2 separate regions of the Sarcophilus harrisii genome follow, and region 1 is linked to region 2. The links are chromatin contacts, called in public Hi-C maps. All regions are on one chromosome and are shown on one strand. Each heading gives the region's core, a stretch centred on a gene start, on an enhancer-like site or on the middle of the called end of the contact. The rest is flanking DNA. Distances are from core to core; before and after follow the strand shown. Region 1 holds the start of ILF3 (interleukin enhancer-binding factor 3). Region 2 holds the start of KEAP1 (kelch-like ECH-associated protein 1).

Region 1 (4,826 bases), core at 385-2,884, 130 kb after region 2:
TTTACAAAGAATAATAGAGGCTGTCTCTATCCATTTGTAGTCTGTGCTAAAATTTGGATATTTAGTGAAAATTGATGAATGAAGGCAACACAAAATTGTGGTTTTTCTTTTTCTTTAGGCTTTTCATTAATAACTCACTGAAGTGGAAAGTGGCTCTATAACTATAGCGGATGAAAAGAAAAGAACAAACAAACAGAAAAGTCCCAGGTTGAGTTCATTGAAGAATGTCTTTTATTGCCCTTTGCTAAGCACAAAAGTGACTCTGAACATTATGGATTTGGGCTAAAAAAAAGTTAAGGCCCTAAAAGCTTGCAGCTTTTTGCAATTGCTTTTGCAAATTTAATGTTAAAGTCACAGTTAATGAAAGGCAGGAGTGTTGGCAAACTACTGCTCTAGTACTACATGTGTCTGAGTACCACGTAGGGCAACATTAACAGGTTTCTCTATATAGCCAACTCCCCTCCATTGCGCCTGCTCCCCCATGCCTTCCCCTTTTAGGGTGCCTTCCATTTACTCAGTATTTTTGTCTGTTGTAGGCATCTCTCTCCCACTAAAAGGAGAATTCTTTGAAGGCTGGCACTGGTTTTTCGGGTTTTTTTTGGTCTTTCTTTGAAACAGGGCAGGCACATAATGACCAAGTAATAAATGCTTAACTTGTCTTAATGTCTAAATTCTTTAGCTTATACTCTAGGTCTGCCCTTCCATCCTCAGCTGTTCTATTTATGGGTAACACCACAGAACATTACAATTAGACCCTTAGAGCTGCAGTTAGGAGCTCTAGAGAAAAAGATCTGGATCAAATGGAATTGATAAGAAACGGGTGGGATCGTCAAGCAGCTAGGCAGTGGGAGGTTAATTCGGGGCACGCACCTTCAATCAGGTAAATACTGCATTTCTCTAGCTCAAGTAACAACAAGAAGGGAACCGCCAGGTCAGGAGGGCAACGGATGAGTGCAAGTACATCATTAAAACGGTGCATTACTGGAAAGAGACACCGATGCGAGAGGCGGTAGGAAACGGGCGGAGAGAAGCACGGCGAGGAGCCCGACCTAAGTCGGAGCCGGGTAACCAGTCAGTAACCACGTAGGACTTTCCGGTTTGGAAAGCGCTAGTGTCCGGCGTCCTCCAGGGGAGTCTCAGCGCCGCGGGGAAAGCTCGAAGCACAAAGGCGCCACAAACGGTCCCCGGGGACACCTCCTGTAAGACACCCGCCCCTCCCCCGCAGCTTAGTCTTAGGAATCCGCCTGGAGGGCCGAGAGATGACGCGACGCTCCTCAGAGGCAAAACCTGAACCCAGGCTCTGAGCGCCTCCAGGCGGGCTCCGGCTTCACCAAGCCTGCAAGGGTCAGGGGCAGAACTTAAACCCAGGGCTTCCTGACTCGGGCGAGGAGCGCAACGTGAAGGCGAACAGCCGAGGCGATCTCCGCCCAGCCTGACAGCGGCTCCTCACCCTGTTCTGAACGAGCAGACTGGGAATCACGGGGATCGTTCAAAATTCTTGCTCTGCTGCGTCCTGGCTGAGTGTTCCTGGACCAGTCGCTAGCCCTCACTGGGCCTCGATTTCCCCGTCTGTAAAAAGGAGGACCCGGACGTGACAATCACTCCCTTTTTCGGGAGCAGTCCCTTCATTCAAAGGCCGCCGCAGAGCCGAGAAGTACGAATTAGAACTTAAGCTGGGGTGGAGTGTCACGCCTTCTCCCGCAGATGCTTCTGCAAATGCGTATGCGTTTGCGCCTGCGCAGCTCTGAATCCAGGATGGCGGCCCCACTCGAACTTCTGCCCCCTTGTCACGTGACGGCAGCAACTCCCGGCAACCAGCCGACTATAGGGTAGAGAGAAAACGCACCACTAACATGTGACCAGGAACGCACGGGACATCATAGGCTCTAGCCACTGTCACGTGTTACGAACTACGGTCTCCGCTCTCCCCACCCCCGCCCTCATCTCTACAAGGGTCCCGGCGGAGGAGCCTGCGCGGAGAGAAGAGAGAAAAGGGGGCGGGGCGCCATTGGTCACGTGCCCTCATCTTTCCGGCGCGCGCTCCCGCCCGCCTGCCCGCCCGCTCGCCCCCGGCCCCGGCTCCTCCTCCTCCTCTCGCCATTGCAGTCGGACCGAGCAGCCCAGCGCACCGCGTGGTTGGGGGACCCGGGGGCTGTCGCTGGAGGAGGCAGCGGCGGCGGCGGCTGCTGCTGCTGGCGAGGGGGTGCCGACAAGGTAAGGGCGGGCCCCGGCGGGGCTCTCCTCCGTCCCCCTCCCCCCTGCGCACGGCGGCCCAGCGGCCTCCCCCGGGCCCGATCTCCCGCGGGCGTGAGGCAGGGAACCGGGGTCTCTGACGCGCCGTGCGGCGCCCTCGGGAGAGCGGTGCGGCCGCTGCCTCTGGGCCTTGGCGCCGGCCCCTGTCCCCGCCCGCCTCTTGCTGCCGAGCCCCCTCCCCCATCCCCGGCCTCGCTCCCGCGCTCGGCCGTTACTCTCCCCCATTGTGCCGAGGAAACAAAATGGCGGCGGTGAGGCCCCGGTGCGCGCGCATGTTCCCTTCATCCTCACGCCCCCCAGCCCCGTGCCCAGCGGAGCTTCGCGCCGGTGTCGGCGGCATGCGCGTGCTGGCCCCGCATCCTGCCTCCTCTCACGGGCCCGGCTCGGCCTCGTCTGGGAGGGCGTGTGTGCGTGCGTGCTAGCGGCGGGCTGCTTACCTCTTGCTGCCGGCGCGGCCTCCGGCTTTGTCCTCCGTCCACGCCCCCCCCTCCCCAGGCCGCTCCTCCGGGACCCGCGGGCACGGCGGGGATCCCGCCCACCCCCCATCCCCGGGCGGCGGCGGAGTCTCTCCTAAGCTCGGTTTCTGGGCTCGGGACAGCCGGCGCGGGCCCGCGGCACACGCCCCTTTTTGGTACTGCATCCCCACCGGGGACTCCCTTTATACTGGGATCTCTGCTCGCGGCCCGGCCCTGCCCTGCCCTGCGCCTGGGCACCGGGTCCGGGAGGCACGGGCGGGTGGGCCTCCGGAGGAGGCGAGCCTTGCTTGGGCCCCTGTGCGGATTGTGACGAGCTAGGATTGCCTTTGGCCTGGCTTTCTCGTTGCTAATTTTGAGGTGATGGAAAGGCTGCGTTTTTGTCGTTTTGGAAACTGCCACTGGTCTTTTTGGTGAACGCCGCTGCCTCCTTTGTCCTCTTCGGGCGCGTGGGTGCTCCTTTAGGTGCTCAGAGCAGAGCCCGGGCTAGCCTGTAGTCTTCCATCTCTGTACGGGCATTAGGCTTGCTGATCTTTTCCTTGCTGCTTCGGAAAAGGGAGGAGGGATGGGGAATGACTTGGGTTTATGTAGCTAAGGATTATTTTCTGTAAAAGAAAAGGGAGATTTAATAATTGGCTTTAGGGAAACTTTTCCATACCCCACTGGAATCTCTCCCAGTTCCACCCCCCAAAAAAGGAAAAGAAGAATCAGTAATGAGTGCTCGAGATTGTTAAGCAAGTCATCTCCCAGACTGAACTGGGGATTTGATTAAGCCTTTCATTGTTCCCTCTAGATTTCACTGATTTGAGTTTTTCTTAACATTTGTAAATTTAGATCGGTGAGAAGTTGTTTGCTACATCTTTGAAATCTCATATTCAGTTGAGTTAGGATGCTAAGGTACCAAATTTGGTCTTGCAGCAGCCCTGATGTTGAAGTGTGGAAATGAAGAACAGTAAAACGGTGAATTCAGAGGTGGGGAGAGGAAGAGATTCTCATGGCACTTTTCTGTTACTTTGTAGGCCTGCATTATTGTCTTTTTCCATCTTTAATGTGCAAAAGTAATCTCAGATTTTAACCAGCTACTATTTTTTTGCAGAGATTGTGAGTGAAATTTGGTTGTCTTTTTCTGCACCTAAATGCTGGCGGAAGGTCTGTGCTGAATGTAGAACCTGGCCTCCTTTACATTAGGGTCAGGTTCTTGGCCCTTAAGTTTGTGATCTAAGGACATCACCGTGCAACTGAACTGTCCTTAATCAAGTGGAAGCCTTTTCACTGAAGGAAAATGGTCCAAGGGAACAATTTCTTTAATTGTTTGCAGTATACTCACAATTCTACAGGCTCCTTTTCTGTTAACTGTTGAAATCAGATTATTTTTTTCTCAATTTGAGAATTTATTTTCAAGTGGTATATTGTCATTAGTGTTAATATTTTGAATTTCCAGAGTCTTAAAATGTGCTTTTTTGTACATTCCATCTAAACACCACTTGTGATAGAATAGAGGAGATATCAAAAGAAGAGCAAGTATTAGAGTTTCCTAAGAATATCATCTTCTTTATTTATGGCAGCATCATCTAGTCTGTCCATCTTTTGGTTGGTCTTTAGCAGAACTTCTATATTGAGAATGAAATCTGCTTTTAAAGTTTAGTTTAAGTGGGTACCTAACTATATGGACTTTGTATCCTCATGTAATTTGTTTCAAATTGCATCTTTAATTGCTTCAGAGAGAAAAAAGTTTTTTTTTTTTTTTTTTTTTTTTGTGATATGTGGCATGCAAACCTATATCTTTTGAATCCAAGGCTAGTGTTTTTTTTTTTTTTCTTCTAAACAAAACTTCTACCTCTCAGCTGAGGTGTGGGCGTCATATTTCTTGCTACAGTTTTTGGTTGCTTAGGCTACAATAACTTTAGCTTATCTTTTTTTTTTTTTTTTTTTTTTTTTTTTTTTAAGGTAAGTGGATGTCTGCTTCTGCCAGACATAAAAATGTTAGCAGAAATAATGCTTCTAAACATGAGTTAGGTGTATTTGTTTTGTTCATCCTCATCATTTATTAATTTTATGTCTCCTAGGGTATATGATCTGTTAAACATCCAGAGATTCTTC
Region 2 (4,149 bases), core at 987-3,486:
AGCTGAAGGTCCGGTTGCCATGCTGGGAGGGCGTCACCTCCGCCTTGCACTCCGTGGCGTACATCACCGCATCGCCGGCCCCCCCAGGGCGGTTGGACAGGAGGGGGAGAGAATGGGCACAGGGAACACCCCTGCTATGCCCAGACACTGGCTGCATCAGCCTTTAGAAAATCACTGCCGCCGCCTGGAATCACGCACCTGGGAGTGAGGGTGAGGGGATGGTGATCAGGCCCTAGATACCAGTGCTGGTGGGGAGAACCCACTCCTCCATGGGCTTCCTTCTCCTTTGCCAAGAAGACTATCTCAAGGGATGGCCACCCACCACGCAGCCTAAAGACTGCCAGCCTAAAAATGAGCCCTGCCAACTTCAGCTAGCTCGCTTAAGTAGCAATCCTAGCCTGGGTGGAGCCTCCTTCAAATGAGATAACCTACGGAAAATACTTTGCAAAACTTAAAAGGGCGATGTAAACACTAATGATGGTAATTATATTCCCCAGCCAGACCCCAGTTGAGGCCTTGCTGGTCTGGGTGTGAGCTCCGAAGGGACCACAGACATTGGAGGCTGCCCAGTCCAAACTGCTCATTTTAAAGAAGAGGAAGCTGAGGAGCTGGGAAGTGACTTTGCACAGGTGGTAACAGTTGAAATTCAAACTCCTGCTTTTTAACTTCAGGGTCAGTGCTCCAAGTGCAAAAGGCAGATGGTCCCAGACTAGCACCACAACGAAACCCAATAGTTGAGTTACCGTTCTGTTTTAATACCTACGTTACTGCCCAGGACCCCCCCCAAACACTTAATTTGTATGACACCCCTCGGCCCGGCAGCCCCTGTCCAGCTAGTTCAGGGCCCGGAGGCTCCCTCTGCCCCCCCTGCTTTAGGGCATCCCTGGGCCGGCCCTAGCGGGAGGGAGGAAGAGCTGGGCTCGGAGGCAGGAAGCCCGGATTCTAGCCGGGTGGGACAGCTTCCTAGCTCCGTGACGTCGGCGCTCTCGCTCCCTCCCTGCCCGAGCCTCCCCTTCTCGGGGCCGCCGGGGGCTCAGAGGAGACAAAGCCTGGGAAGTGCCACAAATGTCATAGTGCCGGGCTGCCGGGGCCGGGGCAGGATGCGGCGCGAGCCCAGGGTTGGAGCCACGCAATGGCTGCGCGTCTACTTCCTGCCCGGGCCCCGGCCCGGCCCGGCCCGCCAGCCGCCGGCCCCGCGAGTCCTGGGGCCGCTCGGGGTGGGATCCCGGCTCCTTCAGCGCCAAGCGGGCTCTAGCGCCGCCCTCTGAAGGGGAAAGACCGGCGCGGGCGGAGCAGGCCGGATCGCGGAGGGAAACAAAGCGCAGCCGGGCCGGGCCCGCCGGCAGCAGGAGCGACCCTTTTCCGGAGCCGCTTCGGTCCGCGCCGCCAGGCGCGCCCCGGCTGCAGGAGGGGAGCAAATCCGCCACCCCGAGCCTTCCGCACCGGCCTTCCCCCCGGCCCGGCCAGAGCCCGGAGCCAGAACCCGAACCGGGCCGGCGGCGGGACCCCGGGCTCCCCGAAACGCCGCGGCTGCTCCCCAGTCCCGGCCCGAGGCAGCTCTCTCGCCGGCCGCGGCCTCCCGCGGCCCCACGGGCCCGAGCGCCGGCGGCGGCGGCGACAGTGGCCGCGTTACTCACCCAGCCATGGCCGCGCTCCTGCTCCTCCTCCTCCGCCTCCGCCTCCCGGGCACGGGCGCCTCCATCGCAGCGCGCGGGGTGAGGGGGAGGAGGCGGGCGGGGGGGGGCGGAGAGCGGTGGAAGGGAGATGGCGGGGGCGGGGCGAGGGGGAGGATAAAGTCACCATGACTAAGCAGACCGCGCGCCCCGGCCTCGTCAGAATAAGAGTCCCTTGGTCAGCCGCCCGGCCACGGGGTCCCCAAGCCAGCTCCAGGAGGCGGGGGAAAAGGGACACACTGGCGCTACCTCCCAGAGAACGAGTACGGAAGCCGAGCTAGGAGGGGAGGGGCCCTGCTTCCACCTCGTTCCCCTCCCGCTTCCGAGGGGCGCCCCAGATAACCAAGTGCGAAGCCACTGCGTGCGCCTGGCGTTGAAGGCTGAGCCGGGGGCCTGAAGGCGGGCTAACGCGGGCCGCATTTCCCGGCCCCTCGGGTGGGGGAGGGGGTTCCGACGGCCCTCGGTGGCTGGCCTATCCCGGAGCCCGGGGCACGATGCGGCCCCGGCTGGGGCTTGGCGGGCCCCTGATCCCAGGACTCACCACAAGCTCTCTGGAGCGTCCGCCTTTGCCTCTTAGACTGACACCCGTGACTCACCAGTCCCGTCCCAGAACCAGGCCTCGCGCCTGGCAAGCCCGTTGCTTTGGATGCCTATCCCGCCCCTGCTTTCGGGCTGCCGCAGCTGGACGGAGCCCCGCTTCCACAGTCCCTGAAGTCTGGCCTTTGCCTTTCCCAGGTCTGGCGTAAAGAAATGGAGAAGCCCAGAGCACGTGCTGGTCGTTATCCCCGAGGCACCGCGCTCGGCCTGAGAATAATGGCAGTTCCACCCCGCCCCCATCCCCGAAACACACCTAGGAGGGAGGGAGAAAGAGGAAAAGGAGAGAGGGCGACTCCTCTCCCAGCCCTGCGGGTGCCTCGGGCTTCTGCCCAGACGGGCGGGGCGGGGATGTCCCAGACGAGGGGTCAGAGTCTCCTGGAGCTGGGCGCCCGTCTCTCCCCTCCCTCTTCGAAGCCTCTCCCTGCTGAGATTATAGGAAGTGTAATCCTCGAACCAGAGGATGCACTGGGAGCGGGATGCACAAATTTGACCAACAGTCGCCTTGAAAGCTGGCTATGGCAGCGGCAGAACCATGTAGATCCGAGCATCCAAGCTTGAGAGGCATTAGAGGAAGAAACCAGGGTCCCAAGGCATTGAGAGAATCTATGGGGTTAGAAGGCGTTCCAGGTAACTCAAGGCCAGAGGCACATATGGGACAGGATTTGGAATATCTAAGATGCCCCAAGAATCCTCCCCGATCTCTGCGTTTCCAGCCTCCGGAACAAAGCTCCCTAGGTCTTCTGCAATTCCAAGGGCTACCGGGAGGTGGCGGCCCGTCGACATGGCAGCGAAGTATAGATCAGTTTTAGGGCTTGAGAGCTTTGGAGCTCAGCAATCATCTCTCGATCCACCCCACTCCCCCCATCCTTCTTTCACAGTGCCCCAAGCAAGCCAAGAAGGCTGCATATCAGCAGGATAAGGGGCCGATCTCTGTAGAGCCCTTAGGTCATATTTTATGGGAAAAACACTTGCATACGAGTTAGTGTATGCACAGGTAGGAGAGGTGGATGGGGCTGCACAAAGATTTTCCCACAATCCGATCTTTTTGACAAGGACGACTCCCCCCCTCTCGCTTATGTAGGCAGCCAATTCGGTGTCCGGTACAGTGAAGAAAGACGAAACCTGGCAGACATTAACGACTCCGAATTTTCCTAATGGGGACTTTAAAACTCCAGCCCAGGTTCTCTTAGTGTCCGCTCCCCGATATTTAGACGTTCTATTACAAATTACTTTATTTATTTACAAACTACTTATTTAGAACTCCAGCCCAGGTTCTCTTAGTGTCCGCTCCCCGTATTTAGACGTTCTATTACAAATTACTTTATTTATTTACAAACTACTTATTTAAAACTCCAGCCCAGATTCTCTTAGTGTCCGCTCCCCGATATTTAGACGTTCTATTACAAATTACTTTATTTACAAACTACTTATTTAAAACTCCAGCCCAGGTTCTCTTAGTGTCCGCTCCCCGATATTTAGACGTTCTATTACAAATTACTTTATTTATTTACAAACTACTTATTTAATTTTCAAAATAAAACAAAACAAGCCAGTAATCTGAAAATAGTGCAGGAGGAGAGGACTGGGTCCTGAAGAGGGGTCGGGAAATAGTCTGGTCTTCTGACGCTAGTCTTAAACGGGAGGGCGCGTGGGCGTGGCGTTGCCTGTGGAGACGCTAGTGTCCAACCCCTCGTGTCTGTTGGAGGAGCGCTCCGACTTGCTGGTGCTGCACTCCAGGATGGGAGGTAGCCGCCAGCGCGCGTTGGCTGCACCCTCGCCACCGCCTGGCCCTGGGCGCAGGGGCCTACAGCAATAGCAGCAGCAGCAGTAACGGAAACAGCAGAAGAGGCGCAGGAGCGCCCGGCGCAGGTCCCGGTTA

What was found. A called contact is a pair of places that touch in the nucleus more often than the background predicts.
Region 1: a Hi-C map of heart shows a contact between it and region 2, with 6 times the contacts expected there. The contact joins the promoter of ILF3 here to the promoter of KEAP1 in region 2. A contact is called at or near these places in 2 of 3 Hi-C or Micro-C datasets (fibroblasts and heart).

Annotation. Positions count from the first base shown.
Region 1 is chr1:647,245,103-647,249,928 of mSarHar1.11, forward strand. It overlaps ILF3 (interleukin enhancer-binding factor 3), which reads left to right and starts at 1,635. Exons shown (of 20, transcript XM_031947529.1): 1 at 1,635-2,214.
Region 2 is chr1:647,114,166-647,118,314 of mSarHar1.11, forward strand. It overlaps KEAP1 (kelch-like ECH-associated protein 1), which reads right to left and starts at 2,237. Exons shown (of 6, transcript XM_031947516.1): 1 at 2,215-2,237; 2 at 1-198. The coding sequence starts at 157. It overlaps S1PR5 (sphingosine 1-phosphate receptor 5), which reads right to left. Exons shown (of 2, transcript XM_031947517.1): 2 at 3,825-4,149. The coding sequence ends at 3,903.